3 separate regions of the Mus musculus genome follow, and regions 2 and 3 are each linked to region 1. Evidence: chromatin contacts called from public Hi-C and promoter capture Hi-C data. All regions are on one chromosome and are shown on one strand. Each heading gives the region's core, a stretch centred on a gene start, on an enhancer-like site or on the middle of the called end of the contact. The rest is flanking DNA. Distances are from core to core; before and after follow the strand shown. Region 1 holds the start of Atad2b (ATPase family, AAA domain containing 2B). Region 2 overlaps Itsn2 (intersectin 2). Region 3 overlaps Gm46332 (a long non-coding RNA gene).

Region 1 (2,993 bases), core at 177-2,676:
CTTTCTTCCTTCCTTCTTTCTTCCTTCTTTTCTTTCTTTCTTTCTTTCTTTCTTTCTTTCTTCCCTCCTTCCTTCTTTCTTTCTTTCTTTCTTTCTTTCTTCCTTCTTTTCTTTTCTTTCTTTCTTCCTTCCTTTCTTCCTTCCTTTCTTTCTTTCTTTCTTTCTTTCTTTCTTTCTTTCTTTCTTTCTTTCTTTCTTTGATGTATTTCCCCTCATTTTGTAGTTCAGAATGTATCTCTAAAGGAGTTCCTTAGGTCCTTGCTTGAAGTAGGGGCTCGTGCTTCTTACCACCAGTTGTACTTTACTGATCTCTTGTCCATTTGTTGGTGAGCTTTCTTGAGAATCAGAGGGTCTCATTATGTAGCTCTGCCTGTCCTGAAACTCACTATGTAGACCAAGTTGGCTTTGAACTTATTTACTTATTTATATATATATATATATAAATACACACAACTACTCTGTACATTCTATATAGTGAGGACTGAACAAAGCTTATTAATTTTTTGTTTGGGGTCTTACATGGCTAAATGTTATAACTATGAAGCTATTTAGTCTTTATTCACTCTTCACTTTTTTAGTGTAATAATCAGGGGAATTTCTGCCCAAATAAAGACTAGGCTCTCTATCTTAGATAAACTGTGATGCTTTGAAATGAACATTTATTCTTCCCTCTATAATTCCAGACCTTTCCATATTACATTAATTTAATAATTACATAGTACTTTGACTTTTTTTCCTTTGGAAGTGTTTTGTCTTAATTCTGCACACCGGTAGGATGGAGATAAAAGATGCTGCAAAATCCCTCCGGTAGACTTGGCTAAAGTCAAAGGGAACAACACTTGAGTTCAGTGGTTCAAATCTTTAATCCTGGCGCTTGGGATGAATGCAGAGTTCAAGGCTAGCCTGGTCTCCATAGTGAGTTTAAAAAAGGATGCAGAGTTCCTAGAGTTGTTTTTTCTTAGTTTAACTTGCGTGGATTACCGCAGGGACTTCTTTCATTCATTGCCATTATCATTTGGACAGTCATGCAATGTGCAGCCCAAGTTCATTAGGGGTCTTGCCCAAAGTACCTAGGCAACTGGAACCCCTCCGCACCGCACCGTCCTCTCCATTCCTTCTACTCCGCGCTTGGTCGGCCGTTCCTGGCGTCCTCCAGGCCACCGCAGGGGTCTGGAATCTGGGGTCCTCGGTCTTGGCCAGGCGTTGAAGGGTCCGGACTACGTTCCACGCGGAAACCCATCCTGCGCCCTGGCCGGCTCTGCCCATCCCCCAGTCTAGACAGGGCAGCAAAAGCTGGCCACTGTGGGGTTCACAGCCCAGAGCGCCTCCCCGCAGGCCTCCCGCCGATGCTGACGTCACGTCGAGGCGGGGCCTGTGCAGAAGGAAGGGCTGCGCGTCCTTGCAGCGCCCCGCAGCGGCCGCGTCCAGAAGCGGCCTTGTCGGCCCTGCGGCGCCAGAGACCTGACGCACGGAGCTCGATAGAGAGAGAACGAGAGAGAAAGGGGCAGACATGGCGGCTCCGCTCGGCTCCCGCTGAGGACCGCTGAGCGGGCGCAGGGTCTGCGCGGCCGGCCTGCAGCCTCGCTTCCGCCTCCCGCTCCCTGCCTCCTCGCGCCGCCGCCGGCTTCTGCTCCGCTCTAGCCTGTCGGGCCTGCGTCCCGGAGAGGCAACGCGAGCCGGCCCGGCGAGGCTCCGCTGGCCCCTGCCCGCCGGCGGGCCGGCCTTCCTCGCCTCTCCCGGGAGCGGCGGGCGCGGCGTGGACCCGGTCCCCCTGGCTGGACCATGGTGAACACCCGGAAGAGCTCTCTGCGCCTTCTCGGGTCCAAGTCTCCTGGGCCCGGGCCTGGGCCCGGGGCCGGAGCCGGAGCGGAGCCGGGGGCGACCGGCGGCAGCAGCCATTTCATCTCCTCTCGGACCCGCTCCTCTAAGACGCGCGCGGCCAGCTGCCCGGCGGCCAAGGCCGGGGGAAGCGGCGGCGCCCTGGACGAGGCCCGGGTAAGAGCGGCGGCCCACGGCCGAGGCTTGAAAGTGCTGGCCCGGCCGCCCGGGCTTTGTCTGGCCGGAGACCGTCTTGCGGGTGCGGTGGAGGGTGGCAGCCGCCGAAGGGCCGCGACTCCAGCACCTTAGCTGAGCCGGCCCGGTTCTTTTGTGTAAAGAACAGCACTCGAGTCCACGGGAGATGGCTCTTGGGGTTCCTTTCGGGGACATTAGAATGCTCTGCCATCCGTGTCCTTGCCCGGCTTTAGAAGGGAATTCTAGAGGAAGCAAGAATTTAAGGCTGCAGTGCCTGGCTTGGAAGGGGAGAAGAGAGAAGTGAAAGTTTTCTGCGGTGTCAAACCCCTCTTGAAAGTGTGTCAGCTCTTGCCGCTGTCTGAGTTTACTTAGTTTGGGGGTGGTTCAAGTTGGTAAGGAAGTGAACAGAGCTCCAGTTGGCAGGCAGGCAGGCAGGGATGCTGAAAAAAGTTTGTAGCTGCACTGACACCAACTTTAAAAACAAAACCAACGCTTAACGCCTCTGTAGGCAAGGCAGATCAGACACGGTGCTGTAAGCTGTAGGGCGAGCCAGCCAGCTAACCAAGGTTCTTGTAGAGAGCAGAGGACTTTCAAGTTACAAAGGGAGTATGTAGAAAGAAACGTGTCGAATGGCCATCGTGACATGGTTTCTACATTTCTGTTAAGGAAATGTTTTTCAAAAGTCAAACTAGCGTTGTTGTGGTCCGTACAATTGCAGAAGCAAGAGTTGCTTTAGTTCTTTAGAGATGAGATCTGAGATCCTGAACTTTTATCACCTGTAGTGTAAAACATGAAGCTAGCACATCGAGAAGTTTGTGTTACTATGAAATTGGTTCTGAATTCAAGGAGTGGGTTAATTCTGCCTAGAAAGAGGCTAACTTTCTAAGAGTAATTTGACTGAACAGTGTTCTTTATTTAAAATATTCCTTTAAATTCACACAATTTTTGTAACTTAACACAAGGTTTTGTAGGGATTTACA
Region 2 (3,019 bases), core at 34-2,533, 290 kb before region 1:
ATAGTTTAGGGAGTTCAGGCTACCCCAGTTCTAACCTCATTTCCCATGTGGTCAAAGTTTTGTTTTGTTTTTCTTCATGCCAGGGACCCAACCCATGACTTTGTGCTTGTTAAGCCACACACTACCACTGAGTTAATCCTCAACTGCCCAAGTTCTAATCTCAGCTCTGCTACTTACTGTATTATCTTAAGCCAGTTACTTTTCCACCACTGCTTTTAGTTCCTTCGCCATAGTAGTCTCCTGGTTTATTGCGTGGCCCTGGGGTTAAGGAGGCAGCACATAAGTACCTGACATCATTGGGCTCACAGCTGTTTTCATCCCTGTTGTCATTTTCATCTTTTTAATCAACATTTTCCCAAAGTCATACATAGTAAATAAGTTCCAATACACATGACTGTCCTGCTCAGCACAGGACTTCTTACAGATTTTTATGGAATTTTCAAATGAATACATGATTATATGTTATTCTTAGCCATTCCTCCCCACACACTGGTCGTTCCACTATGTACCTGGTTTATTTCTATAATCTTAGTAGGTGAAAGATGATGGCTAATGTTATTTTATTGTAGGTATATTCTTCATTGCATGGATAATATGCTCAGTCTTGCGATAATAAGCTGATAAGACAAGGAAAGTTTTATTGCACATGTGTTTATATCAGAAGTGTATAGTTTAGCTATTTTTAGATCTTTAGTTTATCAACATATCTGTTTATTTTTAACTTTAACTTTTAAAACTTTTTATAGTTTTTTTTTAATTCACTCACTTGGGCTAAGGAAAAGTGTTTTATCAAATTAGTTTTAACATCTGAAATTTGAGTAGGCCTTTTCAGTGATAAATTTTTTTGAAAATTACTTTCTAATACCGATTTTTTTACTCAGTGTGGACAGCAGATATATATGAGTTTATATGTGTAAATACCTATGGTTCCTTGTTGAGAGATGTTGAGTAAACCAAAAGTGTAGGCAGAAGTGAGGTATAGATGATTACTACCCAAGTGATTGATAAAGCGTCCCAAGGGTTCCTTCAGAAAGCTGCTCCTGATTCAGTGTGAAAGACAGGTCGCACCCCTGACCTGGGTAGTAAGGCACTCTTTATTGTCCCCTTGTTCCTTCTTTTATTGATTCAGACATCTATTCAGAAATCATTTTTAAATGTTTGCTCTTTCCTGGGTACTCAACTGGTTCCTGGAAAAGAAAGGTCTCAAAATCTGGTAGTGCAGAGGGACATGAGACAGCACCTTCTTAAGTGCTCTGCAGAAGTGTGACCTGTGTCTTGAGAATCTAGAAGAGGAAGCAATTACTGTCATTTAGATCCCAGGGTCCTCTGGATGGAAGTGACATCTGCCCTGACCTTGAGAGATAAAGCTTGAAAGGAAGGGTCAGGGTTAAGCTTGGTGGTAGACATCTTACCTAGTGCAGAGAGGCCTTATCAATCCCCTGTGGTGAAGGAAAAAGAAAAATGCCCCTTTGCAGCAAATTCAGACTAGTTATTCCCTGCTACTTTCTGTACTTAAATTGGTACCTTAGCTGGTAGTAAGCCTCTTTGTTTGGTTTACCAAGAGAGGCTTTGGTTTACTTAGAGCATCTTGCATATCCCAGCCTCTCAAACCACATCCTTTTTGTGTGAGATAAATGCTCTTCTACCACCTTGGCACATGGCAAGATGCCAAAGCTTCCAGCCTCTGCTTAGGTCTTAATCTTTCTTGCTATTTCACGTCACTTCTGATGTTTTGAACTTAGGATTCCACATCTTTTGCCATGGTTCTGCTGGGGTCCTTCACAGTTAACACAGTAGATGGTGGTCCTTTCTAGGTATTTCTTTGAGAATGAGAATGATACTGTAAACTTTTTATTGCCACTATTTACCTCATCCTTGTGAGTGGTGTACAGTGATTATTCAATAGATGTTAACTGAGTAGATGACTGGAAAGCCTTAGGGTTGCTGTATGTAGTTGATAGAATTCTACTTTATGTCCTTCAAACATTAAATAGTCTCATCAAATGAATGTTTACGATTCATGTTTACAAGTTAAAATTTTGTGTTCTTGTGAATGACATAGTTTTGAGCAGGCTCATGTACCTCCTATAATATCTTGGCCTTTCATATATGTTTTAGGAGGGCCAAATATGTGGGCTATTACATCTGAAGAACGTACTAAGCATGATAAACAGTTTGATAACCTCAAACCTTCAGGAGGTTACATAACAGGTTTGTATTTAATCTTTGTTATATTATTTATTATAAATATGTACCTGTTTATATATCTTAGAGTTAAGTTTAATAACTGCTATCAAAATTGTATTAAGTAATAAAATTCATATCTACCAAAACTCTAGAATTTAAAGATACTTTATTTTTCCCACAACTGTCTTAATTTGTTGATTCATTTTGGCATATGGGAGTTTTTTTCTTAAATTCTAAGTGGTGGTCCAGAATCCATTTTATTACATATTAATACTATTTCAAGAAGTTTTTTTATTTATATCTTATACCAGATATTTTTCCCAGAGTTTCCCCCTCAAAAAAAAACTTTAAAAATTTTTTATTTATTTAGGATTTGCTTGTTGTTGTTTTGAGAGAGGGTCTTGCTGTATAGCTCAGACTGGCCTCTAACCTGTTACATCCTCCTACCTTAGCTTCTTCTGACTGCTTAGATTACAGGGATGTGGCATCCCAAAGTCTGTTTCCATAATGCTAGCTCCCCTTTGAGAGATAGCATTAATTAAGTATTAATTATTGGTGTTAACAACTTGTCTTGTAGAAAGACCACTAGAATAAAAGAAGTGATCCGTTTGAGTTATCTTTCTTTTCTTTTTCAAGAAATGAAACTTTCCATTTTCGTTCCACTGCATCTTAATGCTTTTATGTATAACAGTTGTCACAGAAATGACACCTATACCATTTTTTGGCTTTGTAGTATGCGTTACTGTGTTTCACCTTCACAGTACCTCTGTGAGGCAGATACTGTGTTCATCTGTATTCACAGGGTAAAGCCTAGTCCAAGAAATGATGTGGA
Region 3 (3,068 bases), core at 413-2,912, 360 kb before region 1:
GGAGATCTCCTGAGAGGGCAGAGAGAAAGAAAGAACAGAGAGAAAGCAGGCTGGAAAGCTGTCTCTAGCAGAGCATTGGCCACTAGCTTGGGACCCACAGTTTGACTTCAGAACCCCTCTCCAAGCCCAGGCCGGCCCTTGTCATAAGAGCACTTCCTGACCTTGCGGAGGCGTGGGGTTAAGTTCTTGGCATCCACTTTGATGGCTCACAACCATCTGTAACCTCATTTCCAGGGGATCCCTAACCTTCTTCCAAGCTCTCAGAGCACCAGCCACAGATGTGGTCAGGCACACACATGCAGGCAGCCTACACATAAGGTAAATATGTCTAAATAGGAATTGGAAGAGAAATAAGTACTATTCTAAATTTTATGTTATCTTTGAATTCTTAGGGCTTAAGCATCTTATATATTTATAGTTTTACATCCTTTACATTTCATTTGGATGAAATAATATAATATGTACTCTGTGACTTGCCTCCTCTCATTCAACATTATATTCCTGAGATTTGCTGGTGCTGTTGTAGCTTCACTGTTAAATAGTATTCCATTCTATGCTGTAATCCATCATTCAACTACTGCTGGACCCTGGTGCTGCTTCTAATATTATGCTATTATAATTAGTGCCACTGTCACTGGGGACATAGCTTAGTGATAGAGTGCTTACTTAGCATTCGCAAAGGCCCTAGGGGCAATTCCCAGCACAATCAAAGTAAAACAGTCCCACTGAATTGGTTTGTTCTTTTGAGAGTTTCTCTAGGATGTGGCGTTGTTACATCACCTTCTGCTTGACTAGCTAGCGGATGCTGTCTTTCCAGTTATTGTCTCATTTTAGTACTCCCACTGGCAGGGCATTAAGAGTTTTTATTTCTCCACATAATTGACAAAATTCAGTATTATTGATAGTTTGCTTAATGTAAACTTGTACCTCTTTTTTCACTTTTTTGGGAGATGGGGGTCTCACTATGGCACCCAAGCTGGCCTGGAACTCACTAGCCTCAAGCCCCAGTCTTCCAAGTAGATACAACTACGGACACCTGTACCCAGTTACAATCAGGTCTCTTTTCTTCTCCTTCTCCTCCTCTTCCTCCTCCTCTTCCTCCTCCTCCTCCTTCCTCCTCCTCCTTCTTCTTTTTAAAGATTTATTTTATTTATATGAGCACACCATTGCTTTCTTCAGACACACCAGAAGAGGACACCAGATCCCATTAAAGATGGTTGTGAGCCACCACCATGTGGTTGCCAGGAATTGAAGTCAGGACTTCTGGAAGAGCAGTCGGTGCTCTTAACCTCAGAGCCATCTCTCCAGCCCTACATGTCTTAGTGTATCATTCCGCTGTGGTTAAATGTAGCTGAGCATTTCTCCTTGTTGCATTCCTTTCTCCTGGGAGCGTGCCAGTCAGCATTCAGGAATGTGCTAAACTTGGAAAGAGGAAAGGTTACTTTGTCTCAGTTTTGGAGGTTTCAGTCCTTTGCTGATTGGCTCTGCTGTTCTGGGCCTGTGCTAACACACAATGGTACAAACTACAGAAGAAGCACCGTCACTTCATGGCAAAGAGCAAAGGGAACCACATAAATGGAGGGAGCCCTTGATCTGTGCTTATATGCACACTGTACGCAAGTGAGCGAGCACACACAGACACACACACACACACACACACACATAAACGGAGGGAGAGGGAGCAAGAGTTAGCACCTCAGGAAGTGCTGGTTTCCCTTCTCGATGCTGTGTAGTGATGAGGCCTAGCTGCAGCCGGGGATTGATTGAACACACAGATGAAGACAACTGTAAGGAGGAAAAGAGAGCCAGAGTCCCTGAATTAAGTTAATCTCAAATCCGAATTTTTTCTTTTTTTTCTGGTTCTCTAAACTAATACTATGTTGTTTAAGTCAGAGTTTGGTAGTTCATTTGAAGGAAAATAAAAGTCTATGATACTATTTCCTTGATGGCCTCCTTCAAATCTATCATGCCAGTTAGGAGAGTCCTCCGTAAAGACACAGTTGTAGGGGTCCCAACAGTTTGGCCTGGTCAATCAGTTCCTGCAGTGTTGAAAGCAGAATAGGGTTTATTTTCAGTGTAGATGTACCAGCGACAATAAAGAGTCTAGTGACCTAAAATCTGTCTTTGAGGTGTAAGCAACAGCTCTGTGGCTATATATAGGGAGCGCCAAAGTCGAGGATTTATATAGCTAGTAATCCTGGGGAGACTGTGGTCTGGTTGGTTATTAGCCTGGGACTGGCCAGTGCCACGGAAGTCACTGCTGCTTGGGAGGCGGTTTCCATTTCTGTCAGATCTGTGATCCTAGGATTTAAGATAAAGCAGGGGAAGAGAGTAACTCAGAGAACAGGTCAGAGAGGGAGCCACACAGAATCAGGCCAGTGGCCGGGCCTTCTTCACTGTGTCTCTAGCAGAATCCTCTGGGTTTGTTACATATGAAGAATACCCTCGTTAGTGTGGTTTTAGTATTTTATTTTAAAAGCATGATTTAACTGTGGGAGTTATTGGCTCAGATGTTATAATCTTTTCATTGTAGTTTTGGAGACTGAACCCAGGGCTTCACACATGCCAGAAGAGCCCTCCTCCAGTGAGTTACACCTCGTGGGTTTGTCATATACAAGTTTTTAACACTGACATGCTCAATTCCTCTGTGAGTTCTCATTTTATCATTTATTGTATAGTTGGTGCCTGGAGCCTAGAAGGGTTTGGATACCATGTATTCCATGATGGCCTTGAACTCTCTGACCCTCCAGCTTCCATCTCTGAAGTGTTGGTATTTGTCTTAGATTAGGTTTCACTGCTATAAAGAAACACCCCATGAGCACAGCAACTCTTATAAAGAAAACATTAATTGGGGCTGGCTTACAGTTTCAGAAGCTTAGTGTTATCATCATGCAGGAAGCATGGCAGCATGCAGGAAGACAGTGCTGGAGGAGCCTAGAGTTCTACATCCTGATCTGTAGGCAGCAGCAGGAGACTATGTGCCACACTGGGTGTAACTTGAGCATATGAGACCTCAAAACCTGCCCCCACAATGACACACTTCCTCCAACAAGGCCACATCTACTCGA

Evidence for each region. Promoter capture Hi-C pulls out the DNA fragments that hold promoters and counts their contacts. Hi-C and Micro-C count contacts between places; a contact is called where the count stands out from the background.
Region 2: a promoter capture Hi-C map of the HPC-7 cell line shows a contact between it and region 1. The contact joins the enhancer-like site here to the promoter of Atad2b in region 1. A contact is called at or near these places in 7 of 39 promoter capture datasets (the 3T3-L1 cell line, the C10 cell line, the HPC-7 cell line and 3 more), 1 of 484 Hi-C or Micro-C datasets (the HL-1 cell line), 2 of 115 datasets of contacts at active chromatin or transcription factors (the 230-238 cell line and craniofacial prominence) and 3 of 9 other capture datasets (adipose tissue, liver and pancreatic islet).
Region 3: a Hi-C map of embryonic stem cells shows a contact between it and region 1, with 4 times the contacts expected there. The contact joins the enhancer-like site here to the promoter of Atad2b in region 1. A contact is called at or near these places in 3 of 39 promoter capture datasets (the 3T3-L1 cell line, HPC-7-derived erythroid cells and neural stem cells), 6 of 484 Hi-C or Micro-C datasets (the HL-1 cell line, the N1E-115 cell line and embryonic stem cells), 4 of 115 datasets of contacts at active chromatin or transcription factors (embryonic stem cells and pro-B cells) and 2 of 9 other capture datasets (adipose tissue and liver).

The regions. Positions count from the first base shown.
Region 1 is chr12:4,915,927-4,918,919 of GRCm38.p6, forward strand. Atad2b (ATPase family, AAA domain containing 2B) reads left to right here and starts at 1,427. Exons shown (of 28, transcript NM_001362349.1): 1 at 1,427-1,995. The coding sequence starts at 1,783.
Region 2 is chr12:4,622,773-4,625,791 of GRCm38.p6, forward strand. It overlaps Itsn2 (intersectin 2), which reads left to right. Exons shown (of 40, transcript NM_001198968.2): 3 at 2,119-2,211. Among named protein-coding and RNA genes, the nearest start is that of Gm3625, 31 kb to the left of the region's middle. Within about 2 kb of position 1,284, at least 14 of the 459 cell types and tissues checked have an H3K27ac peak or open chromatin away from gene starts, as enhancers often do. A contact at or near this core is called in the HPC-7 cell line, where this site is marked.
Region 3 is chr12:4,557,444-4,560,511 of GRCm38.p6, forward strand. All of the region lies in intron 1 of Gm46332 (a long non-coding RNA gene), which reads right to left. Among named protein-coding and RNA genes, the nearest start is that of Gm46332, 11 kb to the right of the region's middle. Within about 2 kb of position 1,663, at least 88 of the 459 cell types and tissues checked have an H3K27ac peak or open chromatin away from gene starts, as enhancers often do. A contact at or near this core is called in the HL-1 cell line and embryonic stem cells, where this site is marked.